Linked DNA regions of Mus musculus: all the other regions are linked to region 1. A link is a contact called in public HiChIP or PLAC-seq and promoter capture Hi-C data. All regions are on one chromosome and are shown on one strand. Each heading gives the region's core, a stretch centred on a gene start, on an enhancer-like site or on the middle of the called end of the contact. The rest is flanking DNA. Distances are from core to core; before and after follow the strand shown.

The links. Promoter capture Hi-C pulls out the DNA fragments that hold promoters and counts their contacts. HiChIP or PLAC-seq counts read pairs in DNA pulled down with a chosen protein or histone mark.
Region 2: an H3K4me3 HiChIP or PLAC-seq map of bone marrow-derived macrophages shows a contact between it and region 1, with 3 times the contacts expected there. The contact joins the enhancer-like site here to the promoter of Cmip in region 1. A contact is called at or near these places in 8 of 39 promoter capture datasets (the 3T3-L1 cell line, the C10 cell line, the HPC-7 cell line and 3 more), 1 of 484 Hi-C or Micro-C datasets (the N1E-115 cell line), 5 of 115 datasets of contacts at active chromatin or transcription factors (bone marrow-derived macrophages, embryonic stem cells and extraembryonic endoderm stem cells) and 1 of 9 other capture datasets (pancreatic islet).
Region 3: a promoter capture Hi-C map of liver shows a contact between it and region 1, with 5 times the contacts expected there. The contact joins the enhancer-like site here to the promoter of Cmip in region 1. A contact is called at or near these places in 9 of 39 promoter capture datasets (the 3T3-L1 cell line, the C10 cell line, hippocampal neurons and 5 more), 1 of 15 datasets of contacts at CTCF or cohesin (the NIH/3T3 cell line), 7 of 484 Hi-C or Micro-C datasets (bone marrow-derived macrophages, cerebral cortex, cortical neurons and 3 more), 24 of 115 datasets of contacts at active chromatin or transcription factors (the 230-238 cell line, the SCID.adh cell line, T-cell acute lymphoblastic leukemia and 17 more) and 4 of 9 other capture datasets (adipose tissue, embryonic stem cells, liver and 1 more).
Region 4: a contact with region 1 is called in an H3K4me3 HiChIP or PLAC-seq map of embryonic stem cells, with 33 read pairs. The contact joins the enhancer-like site here to the promoter of Cmip in region 1. A contact is called at or near these places in 18 of 39 promoter capture datasets (the 3T3-L1 cell line, 3T3-L1-derived adipocytes, the C10 cell line and 12 more), 7 of 484 Hi-C or Micro-C datasets (bone marrow-derived macrophages, cerebral cortex, cortical neurons and 4 more), 20 of 115 datasets of contacts at active chromatin or transcription factors (the 230-238 cell line, bone marrow-derived macrophages, craniofacial prominence and 13 more) and 4 of 9 other capture datasets (adipose tissue, embryonic stem cells, liver and 1 more).

What each region holds. Positions count from the first base shown.
Region 1 is chr8:117,255,544-117,258,350 of GRCm38.p6, forward strand. Cmip (c-Maf inducing protein) reads left to right here and starts at 1,476. Exons shown (of 21, transcript NM_001163262.1): 1 at 1,476-1,858. The coding sequence starts at 1,559.
Region 2 is chr8:117,054,001-117,056,807 of GRCm38.p6, forward strand. Pkd1l2 (polycystic kidney disease 1 like 2) reads right to left here. Exons shown (of 43, transcript NM_029686.4): 13 at 2,314-2,455; 14 at 862-1,038. Among named protein-coding and RNA genes, the nearest start is that of Gm15395, 23 kb to the left of the region's middle. Within about 2 kb of position 1,356, at least 63 of the 459 cell types and tissues checked have an H3K27ac peak or open chromatin away from gene starts, as enhancers often do. A contact at or near this core is called in the HPC-7 cell line, bone marrow-derived macrophages and hematopoietic stem and progenitor cells, where this site is marked.
Region 3 is chr8:117,436,510-117,439,316 of GRCm38.p6, forward strand. It overlaps Cmip (c-Maf inducing protein), which reads left to right. Exons shown (of 21, transcript NM_001163262.1): 10 at 57-410. Among named protein-coding and RNA genes, the nearest start is that of Gm39260, 15 kb to the left of the region's middle. Within about 2 kb of position 1,337, at least 23 of the 459 cell types and tissues checked have an H3K27ac peak or open chromatin away from gene starts, as enhancers often do. A contact at or near this core is called in hepatocytes and liver, where this site is marked.
Region 4 is chr8:117,409,093-117,411,899 of GRCm38.p6, forward strand. It overlaps Cmip (c-Maf inducing protein), which reads left to right. Exons shown (of 21, transcript NM_001163262.1): 4 at 2,169-2,330. Among named protein-coding and RNA genes, the nearest start is that of Gm39260, 13 kb to the right of the region's middle. Within about 2 kb of position 1,454, at least 33 of the 459 cell types and tissues checked have an H3K27ac peak or open chromatin away from gene starts, as enhancers often do. A contact at or near this core is called in adipose tissue, embryonic stem cells, fibro-adipogenic progenitors and 2 more, where this site is marked.

The DNA of each region.
Region 1 (2,807 bases), core at 226-2,725:
ACCAGAGAAGAGGCCTTCTGTGGGGGCTATTTCAGAAGAGGGAGGGGGCATTTCCTTAAAATTTTCTCTTCCCTTCCCTTCCCTTCCCTTCCCTTCCCTTCCCTTCCCTTCCCTTCCCTTCCCTTCCCTTCCCTTCCCTTCCCTTCCCTTCCCTTCCCTTCCCTTCCCTTCCCTTCCCTTCCCTTCCCTTCCCTTCTCTTCTCTTCTCTTCTCTTCTCTTCTCTTCTCTTCTCTTCTCTTCTCAGACATATACTACAAGTTGGCTTCGAACGCACAGCCAAAGATGACCTTGAATTCAAGTGCTTGCTTCCAACTTCCTTAGAGCTAGGATTATATGCTCATGCCACCTTGTGGGGTTAGGTAGTGATGTAGTGTCCGAGAACCAATCTAGGGTCTTGTGCATGGTAGATAAACACTCTCCTGACAACTGAGGTACACCCCCAGTCCTATTTATTTATCTTATTTTGTTTTTAAAAACAGGGCCTTCTGTCTCGACTGGCCTGAAATTTACTATGTAGCTCAAACTGGCCTTGCGCCCACAGCAATCCTCCTGCCTCAGCCCCCCCTGAGTACTGAGCTTGTAGTGGTGAGCGACCATGCATAGCTCTGTGGAGCGGGATAGTTTCAACCCCAAGAAACTGTTCTGTGGACCCATCTGGCCATCCCTGGGGAAGCAGCTTGTGTTGGAAAGGCGGTGTCAGGGGTGCAGCGGGCAGAACCCCAGCTTTCGGCCCAGTCTTGGACTAGGAAGGGGAAGTACTGGTCGGCATCCTCTTGGTCATGGGGCTGACTTTATTTCCCAAGCCCGGCCCAGGATGGCGTGGTGGTTAGGGGCGCAGGGCTAGTGCTCAGCTGTGCACCCTCGGGGGCGCGGCCCGCGTGACGTCCCCTCGAACACTACCCACATTCCGGGGCGCGGCGCGGGGACTGTCGACGCTTGCCCAACCCCGGCCCCCTCCCCAGGGGCCGCCCCTCCCGTCGGGCCGCGCCCGCCTCCACCAAGTCCCCGCCCGGGGCCCGGCCCATCCCGGACTCCGCCCGCCCCGGGGAGGCCGAAGCCGCTGTTGCCGCCATTGACGTCAGAGGGCGGGCACATGACCCCGCGGGGACCAATCGCGCGCGCCAGCCTCCCGCAATCTCCCCGGCAGCCGGCGCGGCCCCCGCCCGCAGCACACACTCGCGGACGGACGCGGACACACGCACCGCACAGCGCGCCCGCGCGAGGCCGAGACACGCCCGCGCCCGCCGTCCCCGGCGCCGCCCCCGCCCCCCGAGGACCCGATCCTCTCTGCGCCCCGCGATCGCCCGCCGCCCTCGCCGCAGTCGCCAACCCGTTCGCGCCGGCATGCGCCCCAGCAGCTAGAAGGAAGCAGCCCAGGAAGCGCCCCGCGCGCCCCCGCCTGCCCCCGCGCGCTCCCGTTCGTCCCCGCGGGGCGCCCCCAGCCCACGCCCCCCCACCTTCCCGGCGGTGGGGGGGTGCGGGCCCTCCGCGGGGGCCCCGCCGGCCCGGCCCCACGCCAGCCGCGATCGCGCGCGCGGCCCCCGCCCCGGCGCGGCCATGGATGTGACGAGCAGCTCGGGCGGCGGCGACCCCCGGCAGATCGAGGAGACCAAGCCGCTGCTTGGGAGCGACGTGTCTGGCCCCGAGGGCACCAAGGTGATGGGCGCCGTGCCTTGCCGCCGGGCCCTGCTGCTTTGCAACGGGATGAGGTACAAGCTGCTGCAGGAGGGCGACATTCAGGTCTGTGTCATCCGGCACCCTCGGACCTTTCTCAGCAAGATCCTCACCTCCAAATTCCTGAGGCGCTGGGAGCCGCACCACCTAACGCTGGCCGACAACAGCTTAGCATCCGCCACGGTGAGTGGCCCTGCGTGGCCGTGGGGCTTCCCAAGCTGGGGTCCCTCGGGACCGAGGCGCCCCGCTGCTTGTCTCCGAGCGCGCGGCCCCCTAGTCCCGGCCTGCGCACGGGGCTGGGCTGGAACCTCTAGACTTGATCCTCCAAGGCAGGCTATGGGAATCCTCTTTCGTGTCCTGGACACTTAGCCCACCCGGGCTGAGCGCTTGGGGACTTTTGCCTAAACGCTTGCGTTTCTGATGTCTGGGACCCTAGACTGGGCCCTGAGGATAGTGGTGTTTGTTCCTTTTCTGAACTCGTTGCCCATCTGGATCTGAGCTACAGGAGAAAACAAAACGCAACCCTCTCCTCCATAAAAGCCGTAACCCCCCAGCGCCAACAATTTCCAGAAAGCAACTCCTGCGTTTGCTTTAGCCTGCCTTTACCCTTTTTTTTTTCCCCTGCCGGGCCTGGCAAGGCAAAACCGGGTGCCTGCCCTTTCTAAAAATCTCCTTCGCACGTTAGGAGGTTGGAGGGTGGGGGGCAGGGGGCCGAGGTCCTGGACCCGCTCAGACCCTGGGATAGTCGAGTTCTCTGGGTAGAAGCAGCTGGGCTGCCCAGCCTGCCCTTGCGTTGTCTGTGGAGCGTGTGTAAGCATGTTTTGTGGCTGCGTCCTGTTTTGTTACAGTTTTTTTTTTTTTTTTTTTTTTTTTTTTTTTTTTTGCTGTGTGGCCAGGGCCAGGTCAGCTGGATGAGATGGAGAAAGGAGGATCTTACTAGTTGCTTTCGGAAATCGAATCTGCAAATGGTGGCCTTCTTCCTCCTGGGGACAGACAGCTGTGGTGGGGTCGAGGAGGGGGAGTGGGGGCGGTGGGCAGGGCCTATACAGGATGCTTTGTGTTTTCCAACAAGGGCAGTTTCAAATACAGGCTCTGGCTGGGCCTTAGCCTGGCGCTTGGGGACTTATCTTTG
Region 2 (2,807 bases), core at 106-2,605, 200 kb before region 1:
TCCCCAAATGCCCAAGGCCACAGGGGGAAACCTATGGCAACCAAAATGCTATGGTAAATGGAGTGAGCTGCCTAGCACCACCCACCTCTTCCTATCCATTGCCCGTCTGGCCGTGGTTGTCATGGCTGTCATGGCTGACTGGATGGTTTGCATGCAGCGTAGGTAGGGTCTTTGATGGTTCACTCTCTGTGAACCTTTGCAAAAAAAAAAAAAAATGTCCTTTGAGATGTGCTTGTCTTATGACCCTGCCACTCTCTGCTGCTATTTACAAGTCAGGGTCAGTGGACATGCGGAAGGTTCTATGAGACAGATCCAGCTCTGCTATTGAGGAAGCTACAACTTCAGATGTTCAAAGAGTCACAGTGCCTCCCTCTCTGTTCTCTCTCTCTCTCTCTCTCTCTCTCTCCCTTTTCCTTTTCTCTCTCTTTCTCTCCCCAACTCTCTCTCTTCCTCTATTTGCCTCTTCCTTTTTCTCTCCTCTCTCTTCTCCCTCTCCCTTAACTCCCCCCTTCACGTGTGTGTGTGTGTGTGTGTGTGTGTGTGTGTGTGTGTGTTGAGGACTATGACCTGGTATGCTCCTACCCATTGTGTCTCTTTATCCATTTAACCTTTTTATATATCCTACATTGGGAAAAGTCACTGTGTCGCTGGGTTTGGGCAGATGTTGCTATTGCATGCCGCCCTTCTGGTCTGATGACTGGGCCAGTGCTTTGGTGATGACAAAGTCTTAGGAGTCCCTCAGCCTGTCAACCTCTCTCATTATAGAACATACTCGACTGCATCTCCCTGACATGGACAATCCCCATTCTTAGAGAAGATGAGTCTGGGAGCTGAGGGAAGAGCAGAGCCTCTGGCTGGTACCTGAGGGCAGGCAGAAGCAGTACTCCACAGGGCCCAGGGTTGCGGGAGTGCTGCAGGAGACAGTGAAGCTCGTCAGCACAGAACCTTCCTCCGGGTCAATCGTGCAGGCAGGCACTTCAGGTCGAGGTAGCATGCTGATCATGTAGGTATCCTCCCCGTAGGCGTGGCTGGTCAGTGCTAGGAAGGGAAGATTCATTAGGTTTAGGGGGCTGTGTGTCCAAAACTTTAACCCCTCTTCAGGATGACCTGGGAACTTGTTAAACAACGATATCTGGCGCTCTACAGACCAGCAAGCAGCCTCTGACATATCTAGAGATTCTGGAGTAGGCCCCCAAATACTCCTATCTAACAGTTGTCCCTGATGCAGGCCCCCAGGCTCACTGACGAAATGGGCAGATGTGGGGCTGGAGTTCTGCTATTTCCTATCTAAGTGGCCTTGGCTTGACCTCTGTTGTCTGTAAAAGCGGAACCAATAATATAACTTCCTCATAGGATGACATGAGCAGATTACCCAGAAGTCAGATCACCAGGGAGGAGCCGAGACTGGAGCTGGGAGCAGGTGGATGCTACCCAGAAGTCATCTGTTTTCAGCCTCATACCCTCGGCACTGTGAGCCCCTGTCTGTCCTGCAGCAATGTACCACCACATCTGACACAGCCACAGGGTTCCAAAGAGCACTGGCCACAGAGCTGAGCAAAGGGGAATCTTTTTCCCTTTTAATGTTCTTTTTTTTATTTTATGTGCATTAGTGCTTTGCCTGCATGTCTGTCTGTCTGTCTGTCTGTCTGTCAGTCTGTCTGTCTGTCTATGAGAGAGCAACAGATCCTCTGGAGCTGGAGTTATGAACAGAGTCCTCCGGAAGAGCAGCCAGTGCTCTTAACCATTGAGCCATCCCTACACCTCCCACAAAGGAAAAATCTTAATTGGTTACAACTAAAATCTTGGCCTAACCCGGTTGAGGAGGTCTGAGGTTGAGCAGGTATGTTCAGCACACAAGTGCCCACCTCGGTTTGTCTGGTTGTGGTTGCTCTGTGGGCTGCATTAGGAAATACAGAACCAACAGGCACACAGGTAGTGCTTGCCTGCAGTCCTGGCACTAAGGTAACAGAGTCCAAGAAAGTGTTCTTAGAAAGCATAGCCATCTTTGTTCTGTGACTGTCTGAGCACTGAGTAACCCTGACTTGTGGTGGCACACACAGGTGGACTTAGAATGACCAGCCTGTACCACCAGCATCCTGCCAATCTTCTTGCATGACAATTCCAGGACAGACATTTACATCACCCCAGATCCACACGTGGGAAAACTGAGGCAACATGAAGTCAAACCCTTTGCTCAAAGTCTTGTAGGCAGAAAATCCCATACCTTGCTCCATGCCAGACCAAAGCCCCTTATTTTAGTGTTTCCAAGTTTGTCCTGGTCCTGTAACAAGAGATGGGGTGAGCACTCCTCACCTGTGACCCGGATGGGAATAACAGGTCCCCAGGTCTGCAGGAAGCTGCTGTTCAGCAGTAGCACGGAGGAGTTGCTGTGAAGGAGGGTCAGTGATCGTGGCCAAAATCCTCGGAGTCTGCAGGCAGCTGGGAGGGGCTCAGCCTGCAAGGGAAGAACTCTCAGGCCCTTAGAGTCTGTTAGGTAGGCCCCTGGACATCCTCAGCCCTGTGGCTTCCGAGCCCCTGGGCCTGTCAGATTTCTTTCTGACGAGTTAATGGCAGCTCATCAGAAAAGTGACCTACAAGTGCAGGGTGAACTCTCTGGGGAATTGGCTGGGCAAGTAAACAGGGCAGAGAAGAGGGTGAGAGCAAGTGCAGTGTGGTGCACGCCTTTAATCCCAGCACTTGGATTAAAGTGTCCCCCAAAAAAGGAGGAGGAGAAGGAGGAGGAGGGAGAGGAGGAGGAAGAGGAAGAGAAAGGAGAAGGAGGAGAAGGAGGAGGAGGAGAAGGAGGA
Region 3 (2,807 bases), core at 87-2,586, 180 kb after region 1:
CGGCTGCCAGGGCTGAACCGCACTCACACTTGGCCATTTCTCTTCTCCTCGTCCAGTCGCGACAACTCCCCCAGCCTGAAAGAGATCCGAAACGGCTGCCAGCAGCCATGCGACCGAAAGCCCACCTTACCTCTGCGTCTGCTGCACCCCAGCCCGGACCTGGTGTCTCAGGAAGCCACATTGTCTGAGCCACGGCTGAAGTCGGTGGTTGTGGCCTCCAGCGAGGTCCACGTGGAGGTGGAGCGCACCAGCACTGCCAAGCCGGCGCTGACCGCCAGCACGGGCAACGACAGCGAGCCCAACCTTATTGACTGTCTGATGGTCAGCCCAGCCTGTGGGACCATGAGCATCGAGCTGGGCCCCCAGGCCGGCCGCACGCTCGGTTGCCACGTGGAGATCCTCAAGCTGCTGTGAGTACCCTGGAACTCACTGTGGGGAGGGCGGGGTTTGGGAGGCTGGTCCTGCTGCCAGCCGGTGTTCTGTAAGGGGCTTATGCGCATGCTCCTGAGTCCTATGGGGTAGGTATATGCGCATGCTCCAATTAGACCAAACTGTGCGGAGGCAGGTGTGTCCCCATACTAGGGAAGCTAAGGCAAGAGGATGACTACAAGTTAAAGGACAACCTGGGTCTTATATAGTAGGTACTAGGTCAGCATGAGCTACTGAATGGACGCTCTCAAAAAAAAACCAAAAAGCACGTGTATCTGGGAGTTTGGGTCAGGGTTCTCCAGCATCCTGTAACATCACCAGCCGTTTAGCTAATGTCCTCAGTCGTGGGTACACGGCAACCTGAGTTAGGGTTCAGAGGGTGGCGGTGTCTCCAGCCACTTGACTCGTAAACCAGAACAGGGGGGTGGGACATGTTGGGGTCCTCCGTGTTCCCAGATAAGGACCATGGTGTCTAAAGTCGGATGTGTATACATGTTACACATGGTGACACACAGAACTGGGTACGTGTCCCCCAGGTGGCACTAACTGATCTGTGACGGTACTCCCTCCTGTAGTTGAGGGAGACAGTGGAGGCAGCAATCATCTATCTGTGCTTCCTGTTGCCCTTGAGGGGAGTAGGGGACCGGCAGAAAATCAGTGCCAGACTCTTGTGGCCCTCAGCTGAGGCCAAGGGAGGGTATAACTCAATCTACAGATCCTACAGCCAAAGGGAGAAAAATTCCAGAATCCTTTCCAAGCATCTGAGAACTGAGCTCGGATCTGGGCTTCCATAAGGCAGGGAGGAGTCTCGTTTCTTTCCTGGCCAAACCCACAGCACTCCAAGCCTCCCCGGGCTCTTGGCTGTGGACTCTGGTAAGCTACATTTCCTGGTAGCAGCCGTCCAGGCCAGAGCCTTGGGCTGTTTCCCAGGGGCCACAGCACAGGCCTCTTGCCATCTGGGTTCTTTGCAGGCCTGAGAGACATCACACCACTGACAGAAGTTAACTCCCTTACAGACATTCATGATTGAGTACTCCTTCCTGCTTGGCCAGACCTCCTGCGTGCTGCAGCTCCCAGGGTCAGTGGTCAAGAGGCCATGTCCAGGTTAAGAATAGTCTGATGAAGCCAGGCAGTGGTGGTGCACGCCTTTAATCCCAGCACTTGGGAGGCAGAGGCAGGTGGATTTCTGAGTTCGAGGCCAGCCTGGTCTATAGAGTGAGTTCCAGGTCAGCCAGTCTTCAAACAAACAAACAAACAAACAACAACAAACAAAACCAGTCTGATGAGCCAGGAAGAGTCCCACCAAGCTCGCTATTAGGTGTCTAGTCTCTAGGCTCTCAGACTCGCTAGATCTCAACAACCCCCTGCAGCTTAGAGGGCTCCTGTGTGTTTTGCATCAGGAAAGCAGGTTTAGGTGTGGTGGATCTGGGTGTATGGCCCTCAGGTGTCACTAACTAGTCTGTGACATGAACTGGTCATGTGGCCTCTCTGAGTTCAACCTAGCTCCAGCCCAGAGCAGACACTTCCACACACAGATGGACACCCAGTGTGTGGGAGGCACCAGTCACAGGGTAGTGTTTCCTGTCCTAAGATAAGAGTCAGGGTAAGGTACATTGCTAACTTCTTGACAACTTAGGGAAAGAACACTGTGGCATTCAACAGGCACAAGGTTGCCGAGAAATGGGTGTCTAACAGACAAGGCTTTATCTGTTGAGTAACATGAGACAGTGCTCTGTCTCCTCTAGGCCTCGGCTGCCTTGTCTTGTACCCCTCTGTGGAGGGCTGCTGTGAGATTTCTGTAATGGGATGATTTTTCCCCCTTGTACTTTGGTTCTTGGTGAGAGTAAACTGTAGCGTAAAGTACAATCCAGATGAGAGCTAAGAAAGAGAAGATGGAGCCAGGAGTGGAGATGCAGACCTTTAGTCCCAGTATTCGGGAAGCAGGGGCAGGCTGGTCTATGAGTTCAAGACCAGCTTGGTCTACGTAGTGAGTTCCAGGACAGCCAGGGTTATCTACAGTCTTGTCTCAAGAAAACCAATAAAAGGAAAAAGGAGAGAAGATGATAAGCTGTGGAACGGAGGCATCGCTTCACAGGACCTTGTGAGGGTGAAGAAAACCCCAGTCAGAACTCTGGGTGCCACTGGCTGCAGGGAGGATGTTCGTGTGGCCAGCCAGTCAGTGTGTTGTTCTTATCAGTTACAAGTTCCCCAAGGCAGGCTTTTACATCGCTGGAATGTGACACCTCTAAAATGTCAACACAAGCCTGAAGACCCTTGAGAAGGGATGTATTCCAAAGACACATCAGAATTGATCTACTTTGGGTTGGCTGGGAGTAGGCCAAGTTGGCCAAGACCAGCTTGGGATCTGCAGTATGGAG
Region 4 (2,807 bases), core at 204-2,703, 150 kb after region 1:
TTCTTTCTTTCTTTCTTTCTTTCTTTCTTTCTTTCTTTCTTTCTCTCTTCTCTCTCCTCTTTGTGCTTTTCAGTATGGTTTCAATTTTCTTTAAAATGAGTGCCTATCATCTTTAGAGGAATAAGTAATTCTTCCAAACATAATAGCTTGCAGCTGGCCACCAAAATGGTTCCACGTTGAGAGCTTCCACCGAGCACAAGGGGAATCTGCTGTGGGGTTGCCCTGAGGATGCATTGTCCTGGTGATCGGGGTGAAATTAAAATAAATAAATAAACAAATAATGATCTTTTGACAAGGGCGTGGTTCTCTAGTACACATTGAAATCTGTGAGACCGGAGACCGGAGCTCAGCGGGCAGAGGTGGGAGGTCAGTCACCAGCAGCCAAAAACGCACGAGTGATGGGTTCAAAGTAGCCTATTTGGATCAGGGTGTATTTTGTCATTGAAGTAAGAGAGCTAGGGACACACTCCTGAGCGCCCTCTTCGTCAGCGCAGCCGATTTAATGGTCACAGGAGTGCTCTGCCCCAGTGGAACTTGCCATGCCTCTTCTGTCTTCAGAATGTACAAACCTATACCCGATTCGGTTCTCTTCCACCCTCTGTGCTGTAGCCGGTGCCAGCCTCAGTGGGTCAAGGAGTGCTGTGGAAAACGGAGGCTCTAGCACGGAGCCATGAGGTCAAGAGAGAAGGGGGTGGGGGGCGTGGGGCTGGTAGGCCAATGAAGGAACTCGAGGGAAGAAAGGGATGAGAGGGAAGAATTTAAAAACACCACGGGGAGGTGGGTGTGCTGGAGCTCGCCTGTAATCCCAGCACTTGGGAGGTTGGAGGCACATGGATGGCACAGCAAGTTCCACACCACCCTGGGTTGCTTGACACCGTACTGCAACAAGACAGAAAGATGGCTTATAGATACAAGTTTTATGCATACGATGCAGGTAGCACCAGGAAAGCAGAGTGCATGATAAGAGACGGGTGTGCTTTTTGTGTCCAAAGAGACAAATTACATGTCAGAGTTTCTGAGACTGGGACGAATTTCTCTGCCTAGAGATGTGGGACATAGAGCCCTAAAGGTGAAAAGGTTTCTTAATGGAGTCATTCTTACCCTGGTTCCATCCCCATCCGCTTGGGCTAGGATATGCCCTCCAGATACTTCCTTTTGAGCCCGGGTCATAAAACCATTGTATAATTCTTAATTCAGAAATGTCCCAGGAAGACCCCAGTGACCTTCAGGTTGAGCCTGGGTTATCAGTGAGGGCCGCTCCCTTTCTCTTTCCCCCTCTCCTCCTTCAGTGTTTGACTCAGAGTTTGTGGCATGTCACCTCCGCTAGCTATTGGCATGGGATGTCCTGACTCTTAAGATCCGTTTAAGCGATGAAGTTTATTCTGTTGAGAGTCCCAGCAAGCCGGGGCAGCATGGGGCCAGGCAGGCAGCCACAGAGACAGAGACGGGAGGGGAGTGCTTGGCTTGGACCTCCGCCCTCCATGGACTCTGTTTCCATGATGTCAGAGAGGCGGAACTAAGAAGAGTGCCTCAAATCCAGGAGGCCACAGCCCTGCCCTCCATTCGGGTTTGGAGGCAACACTGAGCGAGGTGAGCATGCCTCTGTTTTCCTTGCCTGGTTTCCTCCTGGGCTCGCTCCCCACCTGGCTGCAGCTGAATTCTGGCCTTCATCCTCACCATCCAGCTCTTTGTCTGAATGGCATTTGCCAAGAGACCTCATAGGATCCACCTAGGCAGAAGACACTCGGCTCACAGAAAGCCTTCTGTGGGCCGGGAACATTCCTGTTCTTACTGTGTTTGGCGACTTGGGGACTGAGTTTGGCGGAGGACCCCACGTTAAAAAAAAAAAACAAAAAAAACAAAAAAACAGTTTTCTAATTCCTTTTTATGTGTCATTGGGAACAGGGCGGGAAACTGCCGTTCCGTTCCGGCAGGGTGGTGTTCGTTCGGAGCCTGCCTGTCTGCAGACGCACCCTTGACCTTGGATGGAGTCTGTTCCTTTCTTGATGTATCCATTTCCTTTTGGGGAAAGCTCAGGCCAGGTTGACAACTTCCCAGGCCCTTTTCACCCCAGCCAGAGACATCCTTTGGTCATCTCGAGTGGTTTGCTAAGTCAGTGATGGATTACCACCTCTGTCCTCCTCCCCTCTCTCTCTCTCTCCACCCAGAAAAAGATTTACAAATACAAGAAAGTCCTGAGTAACCCAAGCCGCTGGGAGGTTGTCTTGAAGGAGATACGGACGCTGGTGGACATGGCCCTCACGTCGCCTCTGCAGGATGATTCTATCAACCAGGCTCCGCTGGAAATCGTCTCAAAACTGCTCTCAGAGGTAAGATGCATGCCCCCCACCCCCAGCCGGCCGAGCCCCCCACCCACCCCCATCCTCTAGGTTGTCTGTTTTTACTTCCATCTTGTATTCAGCCCCATCTGGGTGAGCAGGAGAGATCTACCTACCCGTGGTGTGCCATCCTGCAGTGGTTACTAAGGAAGCCAGTGTTTCTCACCAAGCTTGCTGGTTCTAGTTGGCCTCTAAACTTGTCTGGAGGCTTAGGGGACTGTCACTTTTGCTAAGCCCTAGGTTAAACGCACATCTTGGATAGTGGCTCTGACAGCAGCCGCTGCAACTCCCAGGGTCAAGTGCCAACTCTGTAGACCTCTAAAGACCCAAAGCAGTGGGTTTCATCCTTCCTGATACTTGGACCCTTTAATACAGCCCCCCATGTTATGGTGACAACCCCCCCCCACTGCCCCTCACAGCCATTCAGTTATTTTCGTTGCTATTTCTTAACTGTAGTTTCACTGTTCT